2 separate regions of the Zea mays genome follow, and region 1 is linked to region 2. The links are chromatin contacts, called in public Hi-C maps. All regions are on one chromosome and are shown on one strand. The core of a region is the stretch at or near the end of the contact, and the rest is flanking DNA. Distances in the headings are between cores, read along the strand shown.

Region 1 (4,535 bases), core at 1,601-4,100, 180 kb before region 2:
GAGCTAGGCGATGGACGGAATAGGGGTTAGGGGTGAATCGCGGAGCTAGGCCAGACAGTCGCGCCAGACAGGTGGAGCTAGGTGATGGGCGAAGCGAGTGCAGACAGACGACGAAGTGCGAAGCTAAGTCTAGATGGAGACGTGTGGAGCTAGAGATGGCAATGTGGACCCGATCCACGCGAGGAATTCCTCCATTAGGGGATGAAGATGGGAATAAACTTTCCCGCGAGGATATAAATGAGAAAAATATATCCCCCAACGGGTAAGCAGGGATGGGGACGAGAAAGCATTACCCATCCCCGCGGGGACCCGTTAACCATACACGTGACTATGTTTTTTATGTACTAGTTAACAACAAAAATAAATAATTACCTTGTCAAGAGAACACTAATTGTACAAATGTGTTTATTTTGATGTATGCATAATAATTTTTTATATTTGATAATGTATATAAGTGACAATGTTTAACATTAATAACAAAGAACATATGTCTTAATTATAATTTAAAAGGGATGAGGATCCCCGTGGGGAACAGGGATGTGGAAGAAATGTTCCCCGCAAGTGTTCGTGGGGATCATCGCGGAGAAATTTTTTCTTCGTGGGACATGGATGGGGAGCTATTCTCCGGCGGGGAATTCTCTGTTGCCATCCCTACGTGGAGCTGGCGATTGGGTAGACGACGAAGGCTCGTGAAGCTAAGCGGAGGTAATCCTAGTCGGCTAGGAACAATAGAGTGTGGTATAGAGATTTATTTTACTATTGGTATTTTATTGGGTCCTCCGCCATGCATGTACCAAACAATACAATCTTGTATCTTTGGGCAACGTGTCAAGTGTAGGAACAAAAGTACTACGAGCATCTATGGGGTGTTTGAATGAACTAGATCTAATAATTAATTGACTAAAATTGTTAGTCGAATTAGTTACCTAACAAATAGCTAATTTGCGAAAAGTAGCTAGTAGTTGAATTATTACCTAGATTGTTTAAATATCTCAACTAATTTTAGCAACTAATTATTAGTTCTAGTCCATAAGTATGAACTGCCGCTTAGCAAAAAGCAACTGTTGATCCCACGACGGAGCGCGCGCGGAGGCGCCGGCCCGTCAACTCGTCACTGCCAACGGCGAGAACACCGCCCTTGCAAGGACGTGCGTCTTCTTCCTGCCGAGCCCGAACCCGACAATATGGTTGACGTACACGTCCCCGTCCTTCACCGTAGCCGACGACCCGATCCGGTGGACCGGCCCGACGTACTGCCCGGTGACACTCGCCGTCTCCCAGTCGTCGGAGCTCTCCACCAGCCGGTTCGGCAGGCCGGCGACAACCAGCCTCGTCGGGGAGAGCAGCTCAAGGCCGTCCCCTCGCCTCAGCGACCCCCGCACCTTGACGACGCGCACGGTCTCTGTCTTCGGGTCGACCTTGAAGAAGTCACCGCCGGAGGTGTGGACGACGAGGAGGTAGCCGTTAGGGTGGTAGACAATGCCATTGAGGCCGACGAGGTTGTGGCGCAGGCCCGGCCGCTGCACGAACGTGGCGTTCTTGATGACGCCGAGCAGCGCGCCGTCCGGCCCGACCTTCCAGATCTTGCTTCCCTTGGCGTCGGTCACGTAGGCGTTGCCTTCCTCGTCGGCGGCGACGTCGTCGGGAAATGTAGACTCGCCTGCGAGTCAAGGAGGCTCCGTCATGAAGGTATTGTACGTGGTAGTGAAAATTGAAGTTTTGTGCTGGCTGTGCGGTGTGAATCAAACAACCCAATTTTCATTAGAAGTAAATCTAGAACACCAGTACTAGCTGAAAGCGTCTGAAACACAAAATTCACGTGTCTCGACTCTCGAGCAACATCGCTCTCTTAAATTCCGCGAGAATATAACACGATTTTCTTAAAACTTTCCAAACTTACCCTAACATGTCAGGCGGTCAGCTTCACCTCACTAGGAATTTCTGCTGTTGCCGTTTGTTTTTCCTCTTTTACGTCCTGTCCAACACGTACAAGTGAACACCTCTAAACCCTAGTGCCCTGTACCGAACTACGGAATGCAGCTCAGCTGCAGGCTTCGTTCATGGAAGTCTAGACAAAATTTAATGCCTTCCATCAAACATTCCGGAGAAATTCTAGGATCCGAGCGAACGAAATCTGGCGGCGGCGGAGCATACGGAGGCCAAGTGATCTACTCCTGGTGCACGGTGGCTCCCTCTGGCGAAACAGACAGTGCTATCCTAATCAGCAAACAGGGTAACCGTACTGCCGAGAGGCCCACACACCTGGCACGTCGAGGCGCGTGAGGAAGAGACGGCGCCACGATCCGAGGTCGTAGGCGCCCAGCGCGGCGTAGCCGAGGCGCGGCGGCCGGTCGGCGTAGACCAGGAGCAGGCGCCGCCTGGGCGCGTCGACCGCGAGCCCCAGCGCGACCCGGCCGGCCGCGACGGGGTCGGCCACGACCACCCGCTCCTCGGCCTCGCCCTCGCCGGCGCGCACCTCCGCCACGCCGCCGCCGAAGAAGGTGGACGCCAGGAACCTGCCGCCCTCGGCGTCCCACTTGGCGCACTCGTGCAGCCACCCGTCCCCCGCGTAGGAGATCCCGCCGGCCGCGCTCTCCAGGAACGCGACCGCCGCGGCGGCCGCCAGGGCCAGCACGGCGATCACGGTTCCGCAGCCCCGGCGGCCGCCGTCGGGCGTCCCGTCGGGGCCACATTGGCGGCGGCGGCACCCACCGCACATGGCGAGATGTGGGGGGTGGCCGGCGGGCTGAGACTGGCGAGTGGAGATGGACACGGTGGGAGGGCTAAGGGCTTCCTTGTTTGTTGACCAAATGAAACGAATTTGGTTTACGGGCGAGAAGCTGAGTGAGAGCTGGGATGCTTTGTTGTGCTGTCAGAATATAAACGAGCGGTTTAGGTGAGGTTCTGGTGGCTGTTTGTTGGGGACAGAACCTTTGGGGTTTGTCAGTATTAGCGCGGCCGGCCACGGTTGGTCGATGTGTGAGATGCGAACGTCGTCATGCATGCCATGTGGTCCAGGAAATCGTCTCGCCGGCGCGCAGCTTCCCGTCCCGTGACGCTGGGATCGGGCGGCCGGGGACCGGCGGGAGCATGAGGACAACGGCTTTTGCCAGGCCAGCACCGGACGGGATGCCTGAGGAGGGGCATTGTGCTGTGCCAGAAAAGAAAATATAGGGCTGTCACGTCTTTAACGCTAACATGCTGTGTGACTGACTCTGTACCTTTCTCCGGTGGGGTCCTGGGCTGTGTGAGACGGTCGGCGTCGATCAAAAGATGAAGGAAAAGGTGGTGGAGTGAACGCGAGGGGGGGGCCAAGCGGCCAAGCCCGCCTCTGTTCTTCCGGTTCCTGCTAGTGCTACGACCTGGACGATTCGTACCGCCCTGTCGTCCTTCTAGTACTAGAAGATGCACTGATATTTTTAGAACCTCACGGTTTTAAGACCTTAACGAGATGAACTTTTTGTTCCTTTATAGGTCATCTTGGATCAACTCTTGGCGATGAAAAGGTCTTCGGCAGGGTGATCCCCTATCTCCATTGCTTTTCAACCTTGTGGCTGAGATGCTAGCTATTTTGATACATAGAGCCAAAGCGGATGGACAAGTTGTTGAAGTAGTACCATATCTGGTAGATGATGGTATTTCAATGCTTCAATATGCTGATGATACGATTTTATTTATGGATCACGACCTGGACAAAGCTCGAAACATGAAGCTCTTGTTATGTGCGTTTGAGCAAGCCTCAGGGTTAAAGATAAACTTTCATAAAAGTGAGTTGTTTTGTTTTGGTCAAGCTCAACAAGCCGTGGACCATTACATAGACCTATTTGGGTGCCAAGAGGGAGTGTTGCCGTTGAGGTATCTAGGTATCCCAATTCATTTTAGAAAGCTAAGAAATGCGGACTGGAAAAGGGTGGAAGAAAGATTAAAAAAAAGACTTAGCAGTTGGAAAGGAAAGCATATTTTTAATGGGGTAGGCTCACATTGATTAATTCAGTGTTGAGTAGCCTACCAATGTATATGATATCTTTTTTTGCTGTTCCGAGAAGAGTCCTAAAAAAGCTTGATTATTTTCAGGCCAGATTTTTTGGCAACAAGAGGAGAAGAAGAAATACCGTCTAGCGAAATGGAACATTCTGTGCCAACCCAAAGACCAAGGAGGCTTAGGAATTAGGGATCTAGATATTCAAAACAAGGCTTTGCTCAGCAAATGGCTTTATAGACTTTTGACAACTGATGGAACTTGGCAACAACTGATCCACAACAAATACTTGAATGTGAAAACTATCTCCCAAACCTTTTGGAAATTAGGGGATTCCCATTTTTGGGCTGGGCTAATAAAAGTGAAACACGACTTTTTGAGGTTTGGGACTTTCACAATAAGAAATGGTTCTCAGGTTAGGTTCTGGGAGGACATCTGGCTGGGTACGTCGACCCTTCGTGACCAATACCCTTGTTTGTACCATATTGCCAGATATAAACATCTGAGTGTGGCAGATGTATTCAGCACCTAGCTTTTAAATTTGTCTTCGCGTAGA
Region 2 (4,911 bases), core at 1,630-4,129:
AAAGGAACTCAAGGAACCTGATTAATAGTCTGTTAACTTATGTAACCTGAATGTTCGTTAGCTTTTCCATGGCATTACTAATTACCCCCACGAAAACAAGAAAATTCTCAGCGATTTCTCCACAGACAAAGGCAATGTATCTTTCTAAAGAAAAAAGGAAACAAAATCGTACGTGGACGCTACGAAAAGGCAACCAATCTTCTTATCGTACATATTGAACATTTCGATTCCAAGCTATCACATCAAGCATGAACAGAAGTAATCCCTAAGCAGTCAGCACGAAACGATTATAGGCAGGCCGAAGGCTCACATGATTAGAATCTGAGTAAGGGATAAACCAACATAAATCTCACCGTAAATACGGCCATAAATACGGAGAGTGACTTGGTGAAGAAACACGTATTGGAAGAAAATTCCCGTACAAACACTGAAGGAGCAAACACATAAACCCACAGCTTTTTTTAATGAGGTATGAAATCAAACAGGGCTCCAAAAGGAAGAATCTTTTCGCAGCAACAGCGACCAGAATCCCAGCAGGAACCATGATCCACCAGCACGCATTTGACAGCGCAAAAGCAGGGGGAAGAAAAAGCGTATCGGATTCCGCTTTCCCGTCCTCTCCCTTTTCCTCAGAAATGGCCGACAATGACCATCCTGCTCCCCCGCGAGAACCCGTCGACCATGAAAGATCCCCGTCCCTCGTCAGGGAATGAATCCGAGAACTGAGACTGTTGCTGCTCACCTCAGATGCGGCCACGGCGGTGGCGGCGAAGACGGAGGAGTGGAGAACCGGGATGCTGCGGCCGAAGAGCTTAATGGCGGCGTCCTATGCACAGTCCTGGTCCAGGCCTTCGGGCGCGGCCATGGCGCGCCGATCTCGGCCCCGCGGTCACCGGGAACAGGCGGCGCCTTGTGCGGAGGGCATGCGACGTTCCCGAGGGCGTGGTGCCGAGGAATGGAAGGGGGAGAGAAGAGCGACAGGAAGACGACGGTGATGATTGCGTGGGTGCTCGAGCGGAAAGGCGACCTGCTGGTTTGGCCTGGACTCTGGAGCGAGGTTGTGCCCGGGCGAGGAGAATTCGGTGGCCTTTTTGCCCCCTTTTCTGATGGCTGCAGGAGAAGGAAGCGCGACCGGGGCAGTCAGTGAGAATGTGATAGCGGGAAGCATGAATCTGCGCGCGATTTGTGGGCGCGGACAGAGCTGCCATGGATGGCGGCGGTGATGATTGCGTGAGTGCTCGAGCGGAAAGGCGACTGCCATGAATCTGCGCGCGATTTGTGGGCGCGGACAGAGCTGCCATGGATGGCGGTGGATTGCAGAGAGGAGCACGGAGCAGGGCAGACTGCAGAGGTGTGGGCGCCAAGAATCGTGGCGGACTGCAGAGAGGAGAGCAGGGCGCGGCTGCCATGAATCTGTGCGCGATTTGTGGGCGCGGATAGAGCTGCCATGGATGGCGGTGGATTGCAGAGAGGAGCGCGGAGATGGCGGTGATTCTTGGCGCAGATGGCGGGCGAGAGAGACATCAGAGAGGAGAGCGGAGTCGGACCTTCAAGAACCACACGGACCTTCCCTCGATGTGTTGATTCTCCTTCCATAATGGCGGGCGAGAGATCGGATGCTCGAGATAGGACAGCGGGGGCGGGGGCGAGGGCGAGACAGTGAGAGGAGAGCGGGCGACGGCAGAACCGTGCACCAAAAAAATGTGGACGTCTACACTAACGTCTTATATAATAGTAGAGATATAGGGAAGGGGGACCTGCCACCCCTCCACTAAGATTGTCTCCAGTAGGTAGTGTAAAATAGGGAACGCGAAACTTAAATGACACTATTTACATAGTAATATTTAAAAGAGAATATGATAGGAGTGTGCTAGAGACAGCCTAAGCGTCTAAGCGGTAGGTACCTATTGTCCCCCCGACCGAATGAGAGTGAGGCTTGCCACCTCTCCTAAAATTGTCTCAGGGGGTAGTATAAAATATAGGAAAGCAAAAACTATAGATGACACTGTTTACAGAGTAAGGTTTAAAATAGGAGATGTGATAGGAGATGAGATACGGGGTCTCCTAGAGATAGAGATGACAATGGATACCTGAAACCCAAAAACCGATGAATTTTACCCGATATGTAGACGAGTATGAGATGGTTTCTCTATCCGCGGGTATGTTAATGGTCAAGAATCTCTACCTGTTGGGTAGACAGATACAGGTATAGATGGATACTATCCATACTCATGTACCCATATGTAAAATATACCGACGTCATATTATTATTATCAATAATAAAGCAGATCTTAGCTAAAAAATCCTTCTCAACTATTATTTGTTTAACTATTATGTAATCTCATGGTTTAAGTTGAACTTATATTTGTGTGTTTATTTAACATTCTAAGTGATACAAATATTAGAATTTGAGACCTTACAGGTACGGGTTAGCCAACAGGTAAAATTACCCGTATAGGTATAATTTTTATTAGCCAACGAGTAAGTTTTTATACCCACAAGAGCAGATGAGTAACCTGACAAGTATAATTTTTATTGACGAGTACATGTATAAAATAAAATGATACTACTCGATGGGTATATACTCGTTGGTATCCCTAGCTGAAGCTACAAATCCCAAAAGGCCCGGGTGCAAAAAAAAAGTTCAAATAAATTTTACATCTAGGTGTCGGCCGCTCCTCCTAGGACGACAGGCACCTAGACTTGTACTTTTAAGAACCGCGATATGAAATGAAACTTCAAATATTTTAAATATAAAAACGAAAAAGTTACGCTAAAGCGGGCAACCAAACAAAAACCGAGCCAAACTCAGCTAACCCAATACAACCTACCCAACAGACCCGCACTGTATTGCAGTAAACAGGCCAAGCCCACCCAGGCTACCGGTAGCTACCCAGCTACCCAGCTATCCAGGCAAACCCGCGCCTCTCAAATGGGCAACGAATGTCAGTACAACAGCTGCAGTAAATAATGGTAACAGGTAAAATGTGACGATGCGAGACATTGGAGCATATGATAATCTCATTAGTTATTATTTTATTTTAGATTGCTGTCAAAGAAAACCAACGTATCAGTTCGCTGCCAAGTGCAAGAGTTGGGATCAAAACTGCAAAAGGCTATATTTCTGTACATGATATTAATCGCAAGAATGACTTCCATTGGCCATTACCAATAGAATACAAATTGACCCAAATATATCTGAGTGCAGTGGCCACCAGAGACTAGGCCTTTCTTATATTTGTGGGGTGGGGGTGGGGGGGGGGGGGGGGGGTAGGGGGCTCCTGCATGCCAGTAACATGATCACCTGCAGCAATCGAAACAAATATGAGGCCAATCAAGGCATCCCTGGTAGTCGGTTAAGGTAGAAGTGCAACGATACACTATTTTTTCCCTTTAGGCTTGCTGTCCAGGGAATGTTTCATGAACACCAACTGAAGTTGATCTGTACGAAATCAAGTATGTTATCATCTTTTCTTATGAAGAATTGAGAAAAGTATACAAGTCCATGCAGATGGATGCACAATTCAACCATTAAACACGACTCTATAAGCTGCACAAAATAAAACTAATAAGTTACCGAAACTGAAACCATTTGTTTTATTATCATTTGGTATTGACATGCTTAATTTTTAAAATGCATCACAATAGATATTTGTCTACGCGATTGCATGCATTTGCACAGTAAGCGACTTAAGACATCATTGTAAGCAGCCTGCTCCGTGTGGGAACTTTGATATAAGATAATTAAGCAGATGAGATTTTTTTTTCAGTCTGTACAGTGAGCTTTAAAGCAGGTATCGCAAATACTACGTAAGACAATATCAGGAGCGCCAATTAACCCAACAGACAAACAAACAAACAAGTGTATCTTTTTTCTTCTTGAGAAGCAGCAACCAAGGAAAAAACTTACCACAGAAGCGATCTTGGTAATGATGAGAGTTCCTCAGGGTTTAGACCTTCACGGGCTGCACTGCCACCACTAGCTGACAATGTTTTGTTTTTACTGTCAGCCTCTGACACTGAGTCAACCTTGCTAGTACCATTTACACAGTAGTTCTGCAACCACCTATCGGTCTCCCAGAGGACGTGCATGATACTCTCCCTGGCAGAGTACCCATGGCTCTCAAAAGGAAGTATTACCAAACGAGACAGTGCACCATGACCTTTCAAGGCATTGAAGAATCGGTCTGACTGCAAAAAGAAAAAGGACAAACCATAAGATCAATAACGCAGATTAGTAAAAGTCACTAACCAGTAACAAAAATAAGCAGAAAATCAAATCATGAGAACATAGAGAATATTTCCACAGAAAATAATGAAGACTTGCATAAAACAACCAGAAGCAAACAAGTCAGTTTAATGGTAAAGACACTCCAAATCAAGCAGGTCTAATATCACATATGCAAAATTAAAATTGCTATCCTGGTACAACAATTAAAAGTGTAGTCCTTGGTAGCATGCGTGATTATACTTCTTACGAATCTACCTCTCACTGAAGAAGTTTGGGTCACTTGGACTACTTGTGTATGGAATATTACTCTTGTTATTGTTTGCTAAGATTCAAGCATCATATGCAGTAGGAAGCAGCAACAAAGTTCAAACACTTTTCCAGAGAGATTGATAGATTTCATAGGCTATGAGCAGGCTTGTAGCATAAGACTTGACCTGCATTGTCAATGTCCCAGAATTGTTGTCCTGCTCTCCATGGATAAGTAAAATTGGTTTCTTGATTTTGTTTGCAGACATGAAAGGGCTCATCTCGACATATGTGTTTGTTGCCTCCCAGAGTGTTCTATCCTCGTTCTGTAGAAAAAGCAGGTTGTTACTAAAGACTCAAAATCTATTCCATGTATAGAAACAGCATTTGTCTGTACCTGAAAACCAAATGGAGTTAGAGTCCTGTTGTAAGCT

Evidence for each region. A called contact is a pair of places that touch in the nucleus more often than the background predicts.
Region 1: a Hi-C map of ear shows a contact between it and region 2, with 2.8 times the contacts expected there. The contact joins the promoter of LOC100276515 here to the enhancer-like site in region 2. A contact is called at or near these places in 7 of 25 Hi-C or Micro-C datasets (ear, endosperm, leaf and 2 more).

The regions. Positions count from the first base shown.
Region 1 is chr1:49,237,392-49,241,926 of Zm-B73-REFERENCE-NAM-5.0, reverse strand. LOC100276515 (Calcium-dependent phosphotriesterase superfamily protein) reads right to left here and starts at 2,850. Exons shown (of 2, transcript NM_001150283.2): 1 at 2,263-2,850; 2 at 757-1,660. The coding sequence starts at 2,719. The coding sequence ends at 1,104.
Region 2 is chr1:49,055,354-49,060,264 of Zm-B73-REFERENCE-NAM-5.0, reverse strand. It overlaps LOC118473606 (probable glutamyl endopeptidase, chloroplastic), which reads right to left. Exons shown (of 15, transcript XM_035963511.1): 12 at 4,875-4,911; 13 at 4,666-4,803; 14 at 3,911-4,191; 15 at 3,011-3,442. The coding sequence ends at 3,442. Among protein-coding and RNA genes, the nearest start is that of LOC118473608, 3.3 kb to the left of the region's middle. Within about 2 kb of position 2,879, at least 16 of the 20 cell types and tissues checked have an H3K27ac peak or open chromatin away from gene starts, as enhancers often do. A contact at or near this core is called in ear, endosperm, leaf and 1 more, where this site is marked.